Regions from separate parts of the Mus musculus genome. Here all the other regions are linked to region 4. A link is a contact called in public HiCAR-type and promoter capture Hi-C data. All regions are on one chromosome and are shown on one strand. Each heading gives the region's core, a stretch centred on a gene start, on an enhancer-like site or on the middle of the called end of the contact. The rest is flanking DNA. Distances are from core to core; before and after follow the strand shown.

Evidence for each region. Promoter capture Hi-C pulls out the DNA fragments that hold promoters and counts their contacts. HiCAR-type assays count read pairs that join an accessible place to other places.
Region 1: a contact with region 4 is called in a HiCAR-type map of astrocytes, with 7 times the contacts expected there. The contact joins the promoter of Dcun1d4 here to the promoter of Tmem165 in region 4. A contact is called at or near these places in 3 of 39 promoter capture datasets (cranial neural crest, hippocampal neurons and pre-B cells), 1 of 115 datasets of contacts at active chromatin or transcription factors (astrocytes) and 1 of 9 other capture datasets (liver).
Region 2: a promoter capture Hi-C map of neutrophils shows a contact between it and region 4, with 3 times the contacts expected there. The contact joins the promoter of Usp46 here to the promoter of Tmem165 in region 4. A contact is called at or near these places in 4 of 39 promoter capture datasets (the C10 cell line, liver, neutrophils and 1 more).
Region 3: a promoter capture Hi-C map of hippocampal neurons shows a contact between it and region 4, with 3 times the contacts expected there. The contact joins the promoter of Ociad2 here to the promoter of Tmem165 in region 4. A contact is called at or near these places in 2 of 39 promoter capture datasets (the 3T3-L1 cell line and hippocampal neurons).
Region 5: a promoter capture Hi-C map of pre-B cells shows a contact between it and region 4, with 4 times the contacts expected there. The contact joins the promoter of Dancr here to the promoter of Tmem165 in region 4. A contact is called at or near these places in 2 of 39 promoter capture datasets (hippocampal neurons and pre-B cells).
Region 6: a contact with region 4 is called in a promoter capture Hi-C map of liver, with 4 times the contacts expected there. The contact joins the promoter of Fryl here to the promoter of Tmem165 in region 4. A contact is called at or near these places in 3 of 39 promoter capture datasets (cranial neural crest, hippocampal neurons and liver).
Region 7: a contact with region 4 is called in a promoter capture Hi-C map of liver, with 3 times the contacts expected there. The contact joins the promoter of Lrrc66 here to the promoter of Tmem165 in region 4. A contact is called at or near these places in 4 of 39 promoter capture datasets (the 3T3-L1 cell line, hippocampal neurons and liver).

The regions. Positions count from the first base shown.
Region 1 is chr5:73,489,523-73,492,279 of GRCm38.p6, forward strand. It overlaps Dcun1d4 (DCN1, defective in cullin neddylation 1, domain containing 4 (S. cerevisiae)), which reads left to right and starts at 1,504. Exons shown (of 11, transcript NM_178896.5): 1 at 1,504-1,669. The coding sequence starts at 1,645.
Region 2 is chr5:74,067,089-74,070,089 of GRCm38.p6, forward strand. Usp46 (ubiquitin specific peptidase 46) reads right to left here and starts at 1,323. Exons shown (of 9, transcript NM_177561.3): 1 at 1,162-1,323. The coding sequence starts at 1,197.
Region 3 is chr5:73,337,339-73,340,282 of GRCm38.p6, forward strand. Ociad2 (OCIA domain containing 2) reads right to left here and starts at 1,609. Exons shown (of 7, transcript NM_026950.4): 1 at 1,193-1,609.
Region 4 is chr5:76,182,458-76,185,399 of GRCm38.p6, forward strand. Tmem165 (transmembrane protein 165) reads left to right here and starts at 1,423. Exons shown (of 6, transcript NM_011626.2): 1 at 1,423-1,895. The coding sequence starts at 1,689.
Region 5 is chr5:74,091,798-74,094,550 of GRCm38.p6, forward strand. Dancr (differentiation antagonizing non-protein coding RNA) reads left to right here and starts at 1,263. Exons shown (of 1, transcript NR_145133.1): 1 at 1,263-2,540. It overlaps Snora26 (small nucleolar RNA, H/ACA box 26), which reads left to right and starts at 1,733; the gene lies at 1,733-1,853.
Region 6 is chr5:73,255,165-73,257,900 of GRCm38.p6, forward strand. Fryl (FRY like transcription coactivator) reads right to left here and starts at 1,454. Exons shown (of 63, transcript NM_028194.2): 1 at 1,236-1,454.
Region 7 is chr5:73,630,752-73,633,751 of GRCm38.p6, forward strand. It overlaps Lrrc66 (leucine rich repeat containing 66), which reads right to left and starts at 1,670. Exons shown (of 5, transcript NM_153568.1): 1 at 1,640-1,670. It overlaps Sgcb (sarcoglycan, beta (dystrophin-associated glycoprotein)), which reads right to left. Exons shown (of 6, transcript NM_011890.5): 6 at 1,998-3,000.

The DNA of each region.
Region 1 (2,757 bases), core at 254-2,753, 2.7 Mb before region 4:
AAACACGAATAAACTGTAGTTCTTACTATATTAGGCTGAAATCAGGAACAGAATAATGAACACAAAAAGACTTTGCCCAGAATAAGCACTTAAAAAAATATAGAAGCTCCCAACCCAGGAGCCTACAAGTACCTTCCTTTGTTTATGAGACTTGGCTAAGACTCTGTCCTGTTAAGGAGACCCAAAAGAATGCTCTATGAAGAGTTCTTGTCTTCAGATGCAATTCTGATATTTTGCAATTTGATGAAGTGAATCATATGCATTTGAATGACAAATATGAAAGATTGCGTTATTGGGATTCAATTTAATTACAGAGAAATAGAGGGCGATGAGATGGAACATATCACAGTAACAAACACAGTGATGTAGATAACAAGGACTGTAAGCTGTTTTGCGCTTGTAACATTTGTCCGGATTTCAGAACTCTACAACTCAAGAGCCTGGGCTGTAGAATTCAGAATCCTAACGCAGGACCCCTTTGTTATCTTTGGTCATATCATCCAGTGCGTGTGGCGGAATCTACAGGCTGTCCAGGCTGTGGTTGGGGCAAGCGAGGTTTGGACATGGAGTGTGTGTTTGCGGTGGGGGCGGGGCGCCCACCCTCGCACATCTCAGCGTTATTGCATTACCTGTGATTGTGGAGAACTGGTTTTCAAGTACTGAAAAACTCCAAGAAACAACAAAAGCAGTATTTAGGACACTTAACAATCACAACCCCATTAACGCTTCCCTCTGCTAAACAGCGGTTTGGCCAGGTTCGACTTATGTTTCTTAGACTTTTATAGTCAGGGGACCTGGCTTATCTTGGTGTCAGGCTGACCCCAGAGCCTAATGTGGCACTAGGTTTTTCTCTCGCTGTCTGGGGACCGCAGAGGTGTCTGACGTTCAATGCCTGAAGCATTCGAAACCTTTGGCGCAAGTAACGCATGACTCTGAATAATTGACTCTGAAAAAGAGGCGCATTTCCAAAGTTGAGGACAGAAAGGTTGTGGCATAAAGGGGAGGAAAGCGGAGATATTTTTCTTCTTCTAATTTTCCGCAATGGGAAACGATTGAGGAGAACCGGCGGGACCCGGGCGCGGGCAGTAGCGGGATCTGGCCGATGGCCTCCCAGGGAACACCAGTCCCTGTGGGCTGGAGCTTGGCTCTAGGTCCCTCAGGCTGCTTTGTTTCGGATGCTTAACCCAGGTTCTCGGCTGGGCTCTCGGTTGGTCTCCCGCTCCAGGATCCGCCCGCCACAGGGCGGGGCTTCAGGGTCAAGGTGGACCAATTCCCCAGTCTCGCCCCTCCACGCGCTTTCGGACCCCTGAATGACTGACAGCCGTTGGGTCCAACCTGCGGCTCCGAACAGTGGCCTCCACCAGGGGCGGTCGGAGGCGAGACGCCGGGGCCAATCACGTTGCAGTCTAGGGGGCGGGGCCTCCTTGCCAGCTGCAGGCGGCGCAACCAGCACTTCTTCGGTCAAATGAGAGCCGAAGAGGGGCGGTCCCCCGGCTGGGGTCTAGCCAATGAGAAGGGCGGGATGGGCGGGCCGGAGAAGAAGCCGGCGGTCCTCTGTTGCGAGCTAAGGTTTGGGGAGTCGGTAGGGGGACCGCGAGTGGAGCGCGGGAGCCCGGGCGGCAGGCGGGTGTGAGCTGCCCGAAAATGCACTCGGATGCTGCAGCTGTCAGTGAGTAGCACAGAGCCAGCGGGCCCGCACACCGCGTCCGCTCCTGCGCTCCCTTCTCCACTTCTCCGGTTCCGATCGCGCTGGAGTCCCTGGCCCGGGAGCGGGTTGAACCCCTCCTGGAGTCCGAGGGCCGTGACGCTGCGGGCGGCTGGGGCGGGGGCAGGGGCGGCGGGGAGGGGGTGGGGACTGGCTGGCTTTCCGCGGTTGGGGGAGGGGGGACATTCTGGAAGGCCGGGGGCCGAGAGTCGGTGGTGCACGGAGGTGGAGACGGCGGCGGGCGCTGGCAGCTGGGGTCGGGGGTGGTACGAGCGGGCAGGGAGAGGGCCTGCGGTCCGAGTACAGGGTGAGGCTTGCGGGGCCCGAGCCGTACGGTCTACCGGGGAAGGCGGGGGAGTGCGAGGGGAGAGGGGGCGGGGACAATGGGAAGGAGGGCTGGGGGCGGGGGCGGGAACAATGGGTGGGGAGCTGGGGCAGCGGCCGGGCCGGTGAGGGGATGGGGGGTGATGTAACGGGGGCCATGGAGTGGGAGACGCCGCGGTGGGATGGGAGAGTTGTGGAGTCCGGTGTGCGGGACGGCGGTCGGGAGTGGGGAGAGGGCTTGGGGGGCAGGTGTTGGGACAGGCGGTCCCCGGAGGAGTGGATGGCGGATAGGACTGCTGTGCAGTTTGGGGGCTGGGACAGGGGTCGGGGAGGGTGTGCGGAGTGAGTTAGGAGGAAGAGTAGGTGGGGAGAAGCGGGGACTGGGAGGGCTGTCATCTTCGGGTACGGTGCTCTTGGGGCGGGGTGGGGAGCGTTGGACTGTCCATTGGGGGAGGCGCCTCCTCCCTGGAGAGGCCCGGTTCCAGCCTAGGAGGGGACCACCATTGAGCCTCGGGGTGCACTGAGGAGAGGGGGCGGGGCCGGGTACCCGGGAGGTGTCCCGAGGCTGGCAGTAGCCTCCGCGTTCGGCGAGCAACGGGGAGCGAGGTCAGCGCGGGCTGGGGTTACAGGACCGGGAGGCCGCTGTCTGCGAGCTGACTCGACCCGCAGGGGTCCTGGAAGCGGGGTGGAGGAATTGGCGTAAGAGGTTGTCGGGGTCCCCGGCGGTC
Region 2 (3,001 bases), core at 73-2,572, 2.1 Mb before region 4:
CAGATCACCTTACCTGAGGCCTACTTAATCAGGCCTCCTCAGATTTCCTTTAGATGCTAGCATTACTGTCTAACTTGGTGGCGGAGGGGGGTGGGGGCGGGGATGGATTCCCCAAAATGGAAAAACAAAACAAAACAAAAAAAAAAAAAAAAACAGTGTTCCAGTTTGAAGGGGGTCTAAGGGGGTGAGGATACAGAAAGTACAGGCAGAACACACACCCTCCTCAACTCCCACACCCCAGTGCCTTACCCCTGACCTCCCTATGGCTCCCACAAGTGGGGGTGCTAGCTGAGTACACTCAGTGGCCCCAAGGGCTAGAAACTGGTCCCGAGGAAACTAAACAGAACTGGAAAGTAATGGGGGAAATCTAAATTAAAGTGACTGCTGGGTAACACCCCCCCCCAGACCCCCACCCTATCAGACAGACCAGGCAGTGTCCAAGCTAAAAGGAGAGGAGGCGGGGCAGGACAACCCCTGCAGACTTCCTCACACCTACAGCCACTCACTCCCAGGGCCTGCAAACGTTCCTGTCTCCTTATAATCTCCTGCATGCAGGTGGGGAAACTGAGGCCTCCAGAACAAATTGCCATGCTTTTCCGATACCAGGTTTTAGTTCACCTCTCTAACCAGATTCTTCACTTGGAATTTTTATTTTTTATTTATTTTTTATTTTTTGGTCACAGCTTTCATGTCTATCCAATTTCTCCTGGTAAGAGCACTGCTGTTGCAAAGTGAATCTTAAATACAATCAAGGCTGAACTCCAGAAGGAGCAGAGGACAGTCGGCGAGTCCAGTAAGGGTTTATTTACTGCACCAGAAGGATTTGCTTCCTTCCACTCCGGGCTCGTACCCTCATGGTCCTCCCTCGGGACTTCGCTGTGCAGCCACCTCGCACCCTCCACCTCCACCCCCACCCACCACCCGCACCGCAACTCGAGGGCGGGGGCATGGGGCCGCCCTGGGGATCCCTGGGATCCGCTCGGGGTCCCCGGCTGGGACAGAGGTGGGGGGGACTGCGGTCAGCCGGCCCAGCCTCGGGACCGGGAACTTCTGGCCGCACGGCCCCCACGACCGCGGCGCGCGTGCAGCTCCAGCCCGGGGTTCCCTTTCTTTGCCTGGCTCGCTGCGGGCGCGACCCCCGGAGGCTCGGCGGCCACTCACCATATTACAGATGGAGGCGATGTTTCGGACAGTCATTAGTCTAAAGGTTGCAGCGATCGCGCACCGCCATCTTTACCAGGGGAAAACGGGACTGTCCATGGTGGCGCGCAGCGAGGCCGGGTGGCGGCGAGGCGGCCTGGGGCCGGCTTGCAGTGGGGTTGGGCGAGCGAGGCCGGGCGGCGGCGAGGGCGGGGCGGCGGCGCGGGGCGGGGAGTGGCGGAGCGACGCAGCCCGGGCCGCGGCCGGCGGGAGGAGGAGCCCGGAGCCGGGAGGCGCGGAACCGAGGCCACTGCTATGCTCCCGCTGCCAGCCAGGACCCGCTCGGCTGACCCCACTGGAAGCCGTTCTTGCTCCTCTGCCCTAGGGTCCCGCTCGGTGCCAGCTGCACCGTAAGGCCAGCCCCGAGCAAACCCAGCACCGCGGCCTTTCCGCCGGACCCAGGACCGTACCGGGCACTGGGCTGGGGACCTACACCGCGGGGACACGGGCGTGCTCGCTTCCCGGTTTCCCTCTGCCCGTTTCTGCTGGTGTCCAGCAAGCCTTGGGCGTTAGGGATTAGCTAGTGGAGGATATGAATAAGGGTCTAAGGGTGAGTGTAGTCAACTTTAAAGTTTCTCTCCAGGGTTCTAGCCAGATGGCATCCGCCGGAACCCGAAAAGTAAAATGAGACCAGGACATGGGCGTGGCCAGAAAGCCCTAGCCAGCAGCAACCCAGCTGCCTAGGGAAAGGTTCCCAGAAAGGAAAGAATTCCGGGTCTAAGCAGGCACACTCGGGAGATTTGTGACATTAGCAGGTACAGAGGAAATGGCCAGGTTCTGGGCGGTACTAGAGGCTGTCCAGGAAATACCAAAACAAAACTTTCCTATCTCCCATCCTCGGAGCTCCTGATCTCAGTTTTGTTTGAGCTTTTACACCTTCCTGCGGAGGCCCAGACTGCAGGCTCAGGGTGCACACTGTACACACCACTTGAGGGATATGTTCGTGAGAACTGAAAGAGTTCATTTCAAACATGGGGAATAATTGTGCAGACAAGTTTGCAGTCCCAAGCTTTCCACAGGGAAGTTGTGCATGTGAAACGTGATAAATTCCCAAACCAATGTATTTTGTGGAGAATTAAATTAGGAGAGAAATTAATATAATTGAAGACAGCTCTGTCTAGCCAAGAGTAACATACTGGGGGCTGGGGGGCTAGGGTTATACACATAACATGAGAGCCATCCATCCATTGGTAATTCTTCTAGGATCTGGGGTGGAAATAGAAGACAAAACCACTGACTGAAGGGTGAGGGTGGGGGACGGGTCACATGGATACTGTATTTTTCAGTGTGTAGAAGGATTAATATTCCTGCTCACAATGACTCATTCTACCTGAATTTTACTTTCATTCTTTTTTACTGCTGTCAGTTACGACTCTTCCAGCTTCTACATGATTAGTTAATAGACATGGTTAGCTCCATAAGGCTTACAGAGCAGGTATCCAACCCAGCTCTGTGTTTCTCAAATAAATAGTACAGATAAAGGCATGCTAAACTTAGGAGGGGCACCATTTGAGGAGGGGGCAGGGGAGGGGGACCATCGATAAAACACCCTAACTATGACTGGCCAGAACACAGTAAGGTCCTGAAAAGCTTAAAGACTGAGAAATGTCACAAGCTGAAGGCCTCAGCTTTGTGCGTGGTTAGTCTAAAGCTTTCATGCTTTCTAATGATAAGCTTTGCGATTTTTTCCAATATGAATGCACTGAGTGCAAGGCCTACAGGGGTTAAAACACAATTGAGAGCTGGGGAGATGGCTCAGTCTATAAAGTGCTTACTGCACAAGTACAGATCTCTAGACTCA
Region 3 (2,944 bases), core at 359-2,858, 2.8 Mb before region 4:
AGCAAGAAAAAGAAGCCCAGGGCCCCTCCCTGTACATTCCATCTTGGGTGCCTAGTGTTGTTGGGGAGTAACATGATGCTCTACAGTGTTAGATACTGGAGAGGGTAATAAGAGCCTGACTGTGTGCACCTGTCCCCATGAGATAGAGTCTCACTATGTCACTCTCGTTGTCCTCTAACTCCCTGTGCAGGCTAGGCTGGCCTCAAACTCCCAGAGATCTGTCTGCCACCCGAGTGCATTGTTAAAAGTCTGGAACAATGTCCTGCAACACACCAGTTTTAATTCTGACTTTCTTTGCAGGTCCTGAGAATTGGAATAAGGGATATAAAGTGTCTGGGCCTCCACTGTGTCATCTGAGACTTGGGCACAGCAGTCTTAAGCTGTGCAAGGATGGGGATGAGAAATGAAGACAGGACCAGGGCACAGTGATAGGTGTCTGAACAGTAGGGGAACAATTGTCAGAGTGGCTCTGGGCATCTTATTTTCTAGGAATTAAGACCCTAGGAAATCTTTGCCACCTATAGGCAAATTAGATGATTTTTTTTTTTTTTTTAAATTCCCAGTCAGACCCAGAGCCATCTCAAGAATCAGGAAGCAAGCAACCACACACCTCAGTGTTGGTGGGCTGGGTCTTCCAGAACCCAGTTGCTTGCTTTGAGCAAGCCTTACCTTCTGGGCACATGCGCGTGAACACACACGCACACACTCTCAGGTCTGGTGCCTGACCCAGTCTGTGGCGGGGGAGGGGAGGTTGGCCCAGAATCAGCTAGCTAGATTTAAAGGCTAGACCCTTCCAAGAAGGCTGCCTGCAAAACTCCAAGCTACACCCCTGCTTGGGGTCGCAGGAGTTGGTGGCACCTGGAGAGGAGCCAGGCAGGCAAGCGTTGGAGACTGGCTACGGCGGAGCGGCGGCGGTGCAGTCTGTGAAGGGCCTGCGCAAGTCCCCAGCACCCGGGAAGGAAAGCCAGCAGAGAAAGACACTGCCCCAGGCCACCTCTCCTGCCCGCACACCACCCTCTGTGGGCTCACAAGTGCGGGTGGGTGCTACCGAGGCGGAGCTGCGCACGCACGCGCACACACACACACACACACACACACACACACACACACACGACTGCAGACACCCCTCCCGCGCGCCGCACACGCCCACCGCCCCAACCCGAACCCCAGGGCCCCTCTCCTCTCCCCTCACCTTTTTTCTTGGCGATCTTTCCTTTCTTCCCTCCTTCCTCTTCCTTCCAGCGCTCGCTCCTCCCCGCACCTCTGCGCGTCGCTAGCTCAAGACTCAGCAAGTGCAGCCCGCCCCCACTTGCAGTCTCATTCTCTGTTGGTGACACTGGGAGAATCCAGCACTTTCCAGAAGCCCCCACTTCTCAGTCTCTTCCTAACACTTGCTATACTCTACCTCATTGTTTTTCACGTGACTCCGTCCTCCCAACAAAAACACAGGCGACTCCAACTGTTTCCCTGAACCCCCTCTCTGGGCGGATTTAAGCATTCACCTCAGAACAAAAGCACTGTGCTGCGGACAGCCGGGACAGCCCGGTAGGGTCCCCAACCCCGAGGGAGTCAATTACAGCCCACCTTGGTTCCTTAGCCTTCTTTTGCCAAGCTTTTACCCTCCCAATGGCTAGCCTATGAGGGGAAGGCACTGAGTGTGTGTGTGTGCGTGCGTGCGTGTGTGTGTGTGCGCGCGCGCGCGCGTATATCCTAGTATGTGTGACTATAAATGAGTGCCTATGTATGTGAGAATGTGCAAGTATATATGTGAACACATATGAGTATATATGTGTGTCTCTGTGTGTATGTATGTAAATATATGTTAGCATAAACCTGTGCCTATATTATGTGAGTGTGGGTAAGTGTATATATGAGCGTATACATGTATGTATGTATGTCTATGTAATTGTATGTGACTGAGTGTAAGTATATGTGTGTTAGTGCATTTGATGGTGTCTAGGAGTATGAGAGGGTGTGCATGTATGTGAGTGGTGGTGTGTGAATGCATGTATACATGTGTGAATGTGTATCTATGTAAATGTATGTGTGTGTTGTGAACAAGAATTTCCAGAAAGACGCTCTGTCTGCAGAGACTGACTGACTGACCAGTCTTGCAGTGCTGAGGGGGGAAATTTGGAAGTTGCAATTCCAGAGGCAACTTATATTTTCTAGCTTTAACCCCCACAACGGGGCTTCCTTACCCACCCCTCTGTCCAAACTAACATCCTGTGACTAACAGTTCATTTCCTGCTGCCCACAGAGATCAGAAGAGGGCATCGGGACCCCCCACCCCCACCCCCCGGAATTGGAGTTACAGATGCTTGTGAGCTGCCAAGCGGGTGCTGGGAACTGAACCCAAGTCCTCTGCAAGAACAACAGGTGCTCTTAGCCACTGTGCCATCTCTCCAGGCCCTGTCCTGGCCTTTTCTACCCTGGCCTCCAGCCTGGCTGGAAAAAGACCCTCTTCTCTTTCACACTCAGGAAAAGTTGTGTCCTCTCAGGGTACTTATCACCATAACAGTCCACTGGGGAAATGTACAGTGGAGAAAGCACCACCCCTGCTTGCTTTTAGTTGACTTTATACCCATTTCAGGAGGTCACCAAGCCCAGCAATGTGTCCTTTGGCCTTCCAGATCAGATTTCTGCTCAGCTCTATATACAGACATGTTAATCATTTAAAGATCGGTCCTCTGAAATTGGCAATACAAGATTGATTACGCCTCCACCTTCCTGCCCCCACCCTCCAGAGCTGGGTGGTTAAGAGCACTTGCCGCTCTTCCAGAGGACCAGAGTTAGGCTTGAAAGAACTTGAAACTCCACTCTAAGGGACAAGACTCCTTCCTCTGGTCTCTGTGGGCAGATGTGAGCACTTGCACACACATACACATGACTAAAATAACTTTTTTTTAAAAAAAAGATATTGCTGGTTTAGTTGATTCTCCAT
Region 4 (2,942 bases), core at 173-2,672:
AAACCACACTCTCTTCAGACTCTGCTCCTGTAACACTGCCATGCCAGCTCCCTTCTGGGGACAGAGCTTTAGAGCCCCATTGCCTAACATCTTCTGTTGAACAGATTTCCTGTCTTGCTCCAGAGCCACTGGAACATTGCAATCAGCATCTCAGTCTCCTGCAGCTGTAGCCCTTGAGCCATTTGCTTTTTCTTTGCTTTATGTGGGGTAACTAGAATTTAGCCAGGAGGCCTTTCTCTGAGATGATCATAGACTAGAGAACGCCAGGAAAAAAAATAATAAACCTGGTCCCTAGCAGAACTCAAGGATCCGTGACACCTAACTCTTCTGCCTCCATCTACTGGGCTGCTTCTTTTATTCTCTCCACTTGACACTCCTATCTCCTCTGCAGGCCCTTTTGAGCAAGGCAAATCTTTGCAGAAAAAGGAGGTGGCTGAAGGAGTCTAGACTTCTGATCCCTGTCATGTTGTATTCTGAGGGCTCAGGACATTTACACTCCAGGAATGAACTTGGAGGTACAACAACTGCACCCCAAACTATGTGTAGGAAGCATCTTGGTTATCTCACAATACTGGGAGCATAAATAAGCTATAGCTTGAAGGGTTCTGTAAGGAGCAATGCTGAGTAGGCTAAGGAGAGGTTGCAAGAATGGCTTGTGAAACAGGAGTAGGATTTAGATTAGTGCCTGGCACATGGTTAGCAATTTGTGGTGTGTGTGTGTGTGTGTGTGTGTGTGTGTGCGCGCGCGCGTACGGTATCTCAGCTTTTCTTTAGAAAAAAAAAAAAAAATCCAGCCCTAGTCTAACGCCTAACTAACCATTCTTTCCTGTCTTCTACTTTTGCCTACTCAAGGCCTCCATCCCACAGAAACCCTAACCACTCAACTCCAAACCTTTTCAGGATATCCTATTTCAGGATAAGGCATCCTGAGCCAGGGCAGTGATGACTTTTGGTCTGCGGCTATTCAACAATGTTTTAAAATCAAGCTTGGACGTTCTCATCTTTTACTTCCGAATCTTACTTCAGAACCTTCAAAAAACCCCAGCATATGGACCCCCAAAGAACATTCTGTGTAGGCGGTCCAGGGACGTGGTGAGGGTGGGTGGATCGTAACTTAAAGGTGTGGCAGTTCCTGCCACGTAGGTAGCGGGGCTGGGACTCACTTGACATTTAATAGAAGTGGAGGTGGCGGCGGCTTAGGCCTTAAAGACCTAAGGCTCTTGAGGAAGTACTGGTAGGAGCCTGGCAGCCTGACCTCTCCAGGGCCAATAAGGGGGTCTCTGGTGGGACCCGAGAGGACGCAGGGAGAGTCCATCAAGCAGCTCCAGCTACCTGGCCCGGCGCGCCGGGTCCAATAGGACCAGTGAGCGAGCCGCACCTCAACCTGCCGGAAACGTCACGACGCCGGGCTGACGTCGGGCCAATGGGAGGTCGTGTTGGCCAGGGGGCGGGCCGGAGGAGTTGGGCCGCGGAGGCAGTTGGAGGAGTGTGTGGCTTCTGCTGCCCAGCTGCTCCGGAGCTCCCGCCGCCGGTCCGTCCCGGTCCGGTCCCCGCGTCCCGCGTGCTGCAGGGCTGCCCCCTGAGCGGCAGCCAGGCCTGACGGAGGCGCCTGCCGGCACGCCGGGCTCGACGCTTCCCTTCGCCTGCACTTCTTCCTGCCGCAGCGCGGTGCCGGCTGGGCGGGCGGGATGGCGGCCGCGGCCCGGGGGAGCGGCCGGGCGCCGACGCGAAGGCTGCTCGTGCTCTTGCTGCTTCAGTTGCTCTGGGCCCCGGCCGGGGTCCGCGCCGGCCCGGAGGAAGACCTGAGCCATCGGAACCAGGAGCCGCCGGCGCCCGCCCAGCAGCTGCAGCCGCAGCCCGCGGCGGTGCAGGGCCTCGAGCCGGCCCGGGCCGAGGTGAGAGCCCGGGCTGGTGGGGATGGGGCGGGCTGAGGCCGCGGAGCCCGCAGTCGGGTACCAGGCTCCCGCGCTGGCGGCGCCGCCCTCTTTCCGAAGAGGCTGGGGGAGGGGAGCCGGCCCCTGCTCCGCTCGCTGGGAGGAGGGTGACAAGACGGCTTTCTTAGGCGCGGCCTGGCCTGGCCTGGCTGCTTGGGGGAAGGGAAAGTGAGGGCCCCAACCGGGGCTCCCCAGAGGTCCTCTAGATCCCTGGTACCGACAGGCTTGCTCTGGATTCTGCCTTCTGCTGATCACATGGGCCATACTGAAAAGACTGGAAATCATCATCCCAAGTAGAAAGTTTTTAGTACAGAGCCGCTGGGAGACTTGTCTCTCTCGAAGTAGCATCACATTGTTGGAAGTATCAGCCATTGTTGAAGCAACCCAACCAGAGATGCTCACCCGAATTCAGCTCGGCACACCCTGTGGTTCTTGCCAGATACAGTGTCTAGAGATTATGCGTTGCCACCCTCCCTTAAAAAAAAAAAAAAAACAAAAAAACGTGTTTTGGCATGAAGGAAGTTGCCCTTGAATGCAGAGACTTGTGCCCAAAGGTAGAGCGCTCTATAGTGAGGGATTCCAAAACTCCATTTATAGGTAAACTAGAGCCTCATAAGTTTCTTTAACCATTACCAGATAGATAGAAATTAACCTTTTAATCTATGTTCGTAGAATTTCTCCTTTCTATGTTACTTTCCTCTGAGTTGGACTCTCTATTTCCAATTTTGACTCCTACATTCTGGAGTTTTTTTAGTCTCTTAGTAGGGTCCATTTTGGCATTCCCTTTCCTACTTCTGTCTTTATCTGCCCTCCAAGAGAATGGCTGTCCTGACTTGAGTACAGATCAGGGTGACCGCAGGATAGATATTCATTTTCCCATCACCATGCCGTTCCAGCTAAACCCCAGGTCTTTTAGGGACCCACCACTGCCTCGCTGTGTTCTAAACCAGTGGCTTCCAGAACTGAAACCTGACCTCTGCTCACTGCCATTTTCCCCTGAGCAAAGAC
Region 5 (2,753 bases), core at 13-2,512, 2.1 Mb before region 4:
TCTAGACTAAAAGTGGCTGTAAAGAAACACAGGCGAGCATGATGAATAGACTTAGAGTCCTTATTCAAACGAACTCATTGTAAAGTAACATTGTATCAGAATAGTCTTGCTGTGAACTTGGAGCGGCTGTTTATTCTAGCAATCACATTGGCATTGTCCTCAGGCAAGATGGCCTCTTTTCTTTTGAAATAAATACTGAAATATTAAGAGGTGAAACAAACCAAGCTTGAGATTTGCTTTAAAATACCCCCCCTCCCCCAACAGACCAAGACGATAGATGCGCCAGGTCTGGAATGAATGGCTGGCTTTTAGCCGAGAGAAGAACGCAGGCACGTGGCTCTTTGAACATTTTTAGTTTTAATATAAGTTTGGAAATTTAATTTCTTCAAATTAAAAAAATAATTTTATTATTATTATTATTATTATTATTATTATTTTAAAAACCTTGCCAATAAAATCATCTCAGACCGTGGAAATTCTCATTAAAATAAGTTAAGCACATATCCAGGCCTGGTGGTGAAAATTTGTCGTCCCTTCTACTCAGGAAGCTGAGGCAGAAGGACGGAAAGTTCCAGTCTTGTCTGGGAAATTTAGTGAGACCTAGTTTCAAAGTAATAAAAGGGTTTGGGATCTGAGACGCCAGGCTCTACTTTTAACCCAGGACCACTAAAAACAAGACAAAGGTATAGCCTAGGTGGAGAGTGGCATGCATGCCAGCAATCCTAGCACGTAGCACTGAGGATAACAAGTTTGATGAATACCCTGAACTAGCTACACAGTAAGTTAGAAAGCAGTGTGGGCACCTAAGAGAGACTCTGACTCAAAATTAATGGTACGGGCTGAGGAGGTAGCTCTGTGGTAGAGCTCTGTTGAGAACTAACTGCCTCACATCTCCAGCAACATTTCTCCTTGATATTACTCTCCAGGAACACAGAAAAAGGCAGCTCCTCTCAGGGTTAAGGAGGGGCCCTGGGAGTGAACTAGCTGAACAAGAAGGGATCTAAGTCGGAACACACCTAGCACCGGCATAGCTTCAGGAAAGGAAGGTTTCCACTGAGCACAGCCTCAACGCTTCCAACACCGCAGTGGGTGGAGAACCTGCTGCTGGAAGTCAACGGCCCCACCCTACCGGGTCCGAAACGTCCCGACGATTGGCTTCCCATACCAGCCACGCCTACAATCCTTCTGACGATTGGCTGCTCTCCTTTTCCTGTTCTGCCCCCTCCAAGCGGCCCTCTGATTGGTTGCAGGTCTCGGGGGGGGGGGGCAGCTCCGCCCCTCTCCCGGATGGCTGTATTAACGCAGCGCGCAGCGGCTCGGTCTTTCGGTCCCGGCCTTGGTGGTGAGTGTCCTCGTGGGAGGGTGTCAGGATGTCCCCGTGTCCCCTCGAGCTTTGCCCGCCCCGAGCTCAGCTGCTCCCGGCGGCCAGAACGGAGGGGTAGAGCAGTTCTCAGCGGCCCGCGGGGCGGGCGGCAGTGTCCAGCCCGGGGCTGCGCGAGACACAAAGTCCTCTGTGCCGTCCGACCCGGGCACCCTGACCACCGCCCTTTCCCTCTGCAGGCCGATCCACCCGAGCCGGTCCCCACTGCCCAGCCGTGCTGCTGCCTCGGACACAAGCGCAGGTACGTCCCGGCATTGATCGGAGGCAGGCCCTGGCCACGTGGCCGAGAAGACGGAGGTTCCAGGCCTGTCTTTGTTGAGCTGCGCCGGGCCTCCCCAGTCGCCCTTTCCTGTGCCCTTTTAAGGTTGTCGCAGTACTTTAAGAGGCTAACACAGAAGGGTAAAGGAACTCTCCATAAAACCCAGAGAGGAAAACTACACCTCCTCTTTGGATCCTGTCTGGAGTCACAAATGAACCAAAAGCTTCATTTAAAACTTGAATGTGCGCATTTTAGGTTCTGGCGATTGCTAGGTAGTGATATAGGATTTTAAAGAAAAGAAAACGTAGCCTACCTGGTTTAATTTGGTTGGAGGAGAAAGTTCAGAAGACAAGAATACATTTGCTTTTCTAGAAGTGAGATTTTAGGTCAGCTGGAAAGGATATAGTTGAGTATGTTCCACTTATGTGAAACATTTTTATTCTTTCATAGGTTGAAAACTACAAGAAACCCGTGACTGAATGGCTCCAAGGTGAAGTACTCTTGCATGTAGTGACCAGGTTTGCCTGTATTCCACTTTAGGATTAGTATCGAAGCTGAAATAGGTGAAGTGAGGGCCATGTGAGTTTCCTTGAATGGCCTTGTAACTGATTACCCTGAAGGTAGTTTGCTAAAGATTTTAATCAATGTACTAGGATCCTGCCCCACCCCTTCTTCATGTCCCACTGCCCTAGAATCAGATCTGCATGGCTATGACATGCTCGCCGTTTTAAAGATGCAAAGATTTCATGCTAGATCATTAGAATGTATCTGGACTTCGTTAGGACAAGTTCTTTGCTAGTAACCAGTCACGTGCTAGCAATTGAGGTGTGTTAACCTGTATATTGTTGCCTATGAGTAATTTTCCATAATCTTTAATAAAGGCTTCCTGTGTCAATTCTATGGCTTGTTCACTTGTTCTTATTACTGGGGAGGGGGGGGGGGGTCAGAACCACTTGGAGCAATTTGTCCTAACACCATGTGCGTGCGTCCCTAGGATCAAACTCAGGCTGTCAGGCCTGGTGCCAGCCACTGCTAGCTGTAAGGTTATTTCTTAGCATTGTTTTTCAATTGTTTTCCAAGCTTCTGTTTGGTGCCTATTGAACCCACGATTTA
Region 6 (2,736 bases), core at 204-2,703, 2.9 Mb before region 4:
TTCTACCCTCCTCGAAGAGCTTCTGTCGTGGAGTCCCGGTAATACTTTCCCTAGTTCAAAGGTTAAAGCACATTTAGTTCTGTCTGAAGCTCTAGCCCCTCAGCCATTCCCCCACCCGTTTATTTATTCTTTTATTAACACAGCAACCTGGGACTTATATCCTCGAAAGTCTACAAGCAAAGCGATTGTAGGTAATGAGGAACAAAGCTGGACTAGTAGTAAAGCATTCAGGCCCCAGATCGCCTTAGATATCGGCCTCTGCAGACGCAAGAAACGAGGCTCGGCCGGGCCGGGAGAACCTGCCGCCCGGAAGCAACAACTCCCATTAGAAGGCAAAGAAAAGTTGCACGGCTGAGCTCCGGACCGCGAGGAGCCAGCGCCGGTGTCTGCGAAGCCGGTGGCCCGGGCTGCACAGGCCCGGCGGCGGGCGGTGACTTTGGCGTCCGCCGGGCCGACCCCGGCTCCGGAAAGGCGCGGGTCCGGGGGTGCGCCGTCGCTTCAGGCGGAGTGGGCTCTGCGCCCAGGTCCGCACCCCTCCCAGCACCGCAAGCAGTGGGCGGAGAGACGCGGCGGAGGATCGCGGACAATGCCCGGCCGGGCCGGCAACCTCGGCGCGCAGCGCGAGCCCGCCGCCTCTCCTCCCGAGGCCGCCTGCCGGCACCTTCAGCCGGGTCGGATGATCAACCCAGCAGTAGCGCCTGCCGCCACCGCCCCGCCGCCCGCTTCCTCGCCGGGCGGTTCCCGGGTCGCGGTGAACCCGCGGCGTGCGAACCAAGCCGGCGCGCCGAGCGGCGCAGGGAGCGCGCTCAGGGCAGCCGGGCGCGCGGGAAGAGCGGAGCGAGCGTGGAGACGACGGCGCGCGACCAGGGCAGCCGGGAGCGCGGGGAGAGCCGGGCACGGGCCGGGAAGGAGGCGCGCAGCAGAGCGGGGCGCGCGGTGCTCCCCCACGGGTCTGCCGCAGCTCCGACGGGCTTTCGGTTGACCCCGGCTCAGTACCGCGCCCGCGTCCGTTAGGAGCCTCCCCAGTCGGCGCCGCAGCCGCCCATCCCGGTCCGCCTCCCTCGCGGCTCGCAGCAAGAAGGGCAGCCGGGCCAGGGCCGGGGACCCGGGATCCCACGGCCGACGGTCGGCGGGCATCCCGGATCCTACGGCCGACGGTCGGCGGGCATCCCGGATCCTGCCCCCGCGCTGGAAGAGAAAGTGAAATGAAGCGCCTTTCCCCAAACAGCACCTACCAGGTCCCCAGTCCCGTGCAGCTGCCTCGTTCCTCCAGCGCCGCCGGTCCCCGCCCTCGGGCCCCAGGCTCCGTTCTCTTTGACAATGGCGCGTCCCCTTTAAGGAATAATCCGATCGGGACCGATTCGTGGTTAAACCTCCCTCCGACTCTGATTTTAACCGGATTTCTGTCTCTCCCAGAGCCCGACGGGCGCCCGGCAGTGCTGCGAGCTCTGCCCACCCCTTCTCTGCCCCGCCCACCCACTCGCCTTCCTGATTGGCGAAGGATACTACACCAGGAACAGCGGTCCTCGCCCTCCACTGGCCGGCCTCCCCGCCGCTCAGAGTTTCCCCACCTTCGCCCCGCCCCCTCCCCCGGGTTGGACCTACCTCTAATCACTCTCGGTCCTCGCCTCCAACGTTGCTTTGGAGAACTGGCAGTCACGGCTCACCCTCCCGCCTCCGGAAAGCTAACTTTATTTTTATTGGTAGAAAGACATCTTCCTGTGCACCTGATTGGGTAAGAAAAGGCAAGTCTGCACGCCCCTTACCTTTTATCACTCTCCCTGGACGGCTGAAAGACAGTCGTAAAGTCTTCCCTATTTTGGCACCCTCAAAGCCTCTGTACCTTTAAATGTTGGTAGAGGTCGAGCACAAACAACCTATACTGAGGAAGGCGGGAAAGAGAGGTGGAAAGGATGCAAAAATCTTCAGATAAAAAGCACACCACAGCAGCTGCGGGATCCTGAGAGCCCAATCCTATTTCGTGAATGGAGTGAGAACACCTGAAATCCTAATACTGGCTCCTGAGAATTAATCAAGTTCACACTCCCTGTCTACTCTGCTCACATCCTTGACTTCCTGGCTTTACGCACCCGGAAGAATTAACGAAGGTGTCTTCAAACCCAGGGGTTTCCTTGTTTATCTTGCAATAGGACGTTCAGAAAAGCGTTAAGTTCTTCCCATTAGAAGTTCCGTTTAGGTCACGTCCTGTGTGTCATACTGGCATTTGCGCGGGACTATGCTATTTTTTATTATTTTTAAAAATTGTTTGGAAAGATTAAACATATATTCCTCTTTGCTGATATTCTCAAAGTTCCTCTTGTTACAAATGTGGACACCAGAGGGCTAGTCTTTGAAGGACAGTGGCACCTTTCCGGGGAAAGCACATCTACCCAAAGGAAGAGGGAGAAGTCTCGCCAGGAGAAACCTGAGTGGCAGAACCCTGCTCATTAAAGGAGAGGAATCCTGCGACAACCTCGGGATCTGCATTAACTTAGCACCAGGTTCCTACCCCAGATATAGGAAACGAAGGTTATTTCCAAAAAACCTGAGTGTGGTTATGGCTTTCGGACCCGCCAAGAAATAGTAAGGAACAGGTTAAGTGTTCTCTCTATTTTCTATGGTCTTTGATACTTTTGACGATCCTTTGACGACGTCAGAGGATCCCTACAGGTGCAGCAGTCACCTCCAGTAGTGCCAAGAAAGTGGCTGTGCCCAATGCCGCCCTAGACCAGACCA
Region 7 (3,000 bases), core at 420-2,919, 2.6 Mb before region 4:
AGCACCTGCAAGAGGTGGGGGAAATGGATTTGTGAGATTTGCTCTGCGCTAAACCCTGCAAAGACAAAACCAGAATACAAACAATTTTTCTCAGCCACAAATCACCCATTCCTGCCTGGTCTCACTGTCACGTCTGAAATACTAGAATAGCTCTGCTGAGCTTCCTGCCCTCCTGCCCACTCTCCTCTGCATCATAGGTAATTCCAGGGATCATTCTACCCCCAATATTATTTTCCATATGCATTTTTTTCTCCTTCGAAAATTTTAAGTGTTTCTTTAATTGCCTATAGTCCAAATTCCCAAGGTAGGCATTCAGAACTTTCTATACCACAGCTACCTTGATGAGGCCCTTGCAGGGCAACGGCAAGCCGTGGCCTGGGCTAGGGATGCATGTGTCTACCTCACAGTAAAATGAGTTTTGCGTCTGCCTCTAACCCACGGTCAATGCCACTCCCCTCTACGGTCTGAAGAGTGCACATCCGTCAAGTCTCATCTCAATTTGTAGGGTCTGAGCCTGCCTTTCTCACAGTAGCCAATGCTTTCTTCGCCTTTGCTTTCCCGATATTTTCAGTAACTACTGAGTGAATGCATTCAATTCCACTCAGCTTGACAGAATGTCAATGCCATCACACATTGTTAGCACAAAAGGGAAAGGAGAGCAAGTAGCCCCCCCCCCACCCCCCCCCCCGTGTGCCTCCTAGAGTTAAGGCTCTGGAGCCTGTCACTGGCTATGCTTTCTGCATGAATGAATGCACAGAATGAAGGACATTCTCACTGCAACTTCTAAACTTTTGTTTCATGCAAGGTCAACTCTCCCATCTCTCAGAGGGCATCTAAATTTAGGTACATAAACTGCAAAGGTGCCCTACCTACGGCAAGGAGTAAATTATAGTATGCCCCTTACGCAATACCAAAAGCTGAATTCATTTTCTTGGTCAGAGAGAGATTTATTTTGATGCCAACGCTGCAATCATTGTGCATACAACTGGACGTCAAGCTAATGTAATAGTAGCAAAAAAATTACAGCGATCATACTTATGCACATTCTTTCAACTCTGAAGAAAAAAATGGGGTTCAAACATACATTTTTAAAATGGAATATAAATGAAAGGTTTTTATAGTCTGGCCTTTTTCGAGGTGAAGAGATTGATACGTGAATAGATTTGCACTAAAAACAGGCAGATTAGTATAATTTTATGTCTGAGATGAAAAGAAGCATTATATTACATACAAATGTCTATGTGAGGTAAAAACCAAAAAACCAAAAACCAAAAACAAAAAACAAACAAAACAAAACAAAACCCAGAAAACAAACAAACAAAACAAAAACCCAAAAGCCCAAACCACCCACCACCACCACCACCACCACCAAACCCCACAAACGGGAGAACTCCAGAGGAAAGTACAGGTAATTAAGTAGAAATTGACTTTTGAGACTCGTTTGGGTTGAAGTGTGAGGAAGTAGAAATAACTGGAGAACGTGTAGTCGGAGTGAGACCGAGAAGGTAACAGGAAAAACGGAAGTAGAGAAAAGATGAATTCTTCTCTAAGAAATTGGAAAAAGAAAGGGGAAACAGTGGATAGAAGCCCTTCCGGAAATGAGGCCCAGGAAGGGCAGGACGCTGCTCCGGGGGCCTACCTGAGGGTCCTTAGGTAGTTTCTAACTGGTCTGTCTCCAGCTGATCCAGCCAGGGGAGGATTTTAAATCTGTGCCCTTGAGACTCCGCCCACCTTACCCAGCTCTGCAGCCAGCCCAACCCTTTCATCTCTGGGCTCCTCCCTTACTGAGTCCACACCCTTTCCTCGGCCACTCGGAGAGAAGCCTTCTTCTAAGGCCCAGAAGGTGAGAATCTAAACTGAGATTGGGCGGCTCTCTACCTCTGCCTGCAGAGAGGTCGCATAAGCAGGTCTTGATGCTCCAGTCTCCAGCCATATTTAGAATCTGTGTGTTTGTGCTAATGTAGATGCTCATTAATAAAGTCACGAAGAAACTGACCGCCAAGTTCACAGAGCTTTATTGTAAACAGAGGTCATCAATCTGAAATACATAGGTATATTTTTGTGTGGCATAACTTGTAAACTTTGCCCCTCTTGATGTCGTTCAAAAGATTACCATGAGCAGCACTTTAGTGGTCTCCTCTTCATCAAGTTAAAAACAAGTTTTTAACTCCTTTAAAAAAGCAAAAAACAAACAAACAAGAAAACACAAACCACTCATCAAAAACAGGTAGAAATTCTACCTTTCATCACCAAAACTATCACACAAAGTTTATTTTGCTTCTGTCACAGTGCAAGAAGATTGCCACCGAAGAATATTTTAAAAGGTTGCCGAGTCGGCAGGTAGCTCCTGCTTTGTGTTGTGTATCCCCCACCCCCCAACCTCTCACTGGACAGTCTGGAAGGGGTCTTCTTTTTATTTCTATCTCTTTGCATTGATATTCACCTCTCGAATACTGTCTGTTAAATGTGTGTTTGCTTTCCTCCCTGGGTCCTTCCTGCACCTACCTTCCCCAGCGCTGCAGTAAGTCCTCTCAGTGTGCTATGTTCAAAACCGAAGAAATGAACACATGAGAAGGCATACGCCCCCTGGTGGCCAGATTTAACAGTGCCGCTTCACTGTGCACCAAGCTCCGCTTCTCTGCTTTCAGGTCAGTGTGTCAGAGGGTCTACCCAAAATGCAGTCTAAAATAGCATACCTAGTAACCACGCGCTTTACAGAGCAGCAGGATATGCTCAAACTTCAAAGTGCTCAATGGAGATGTATCAAAACACAAGTGTTTCCCACAGACGTAAAAATACACTTTTTTCTCATGAATTGTATTCAGTAAATAATACTTTGTAATATAGGGTTCTGTGGATTTAGTAAAAATATTTATTTAAAGAAATTCTCAAAACAAATTTAAATAGAACATGAAACAAATGTACAATTTAAAAATACACTGAGCATGGACATGAGAATTCCAAGCGTGATTTTTCTGAGCATTATTTAGTTATTAAACA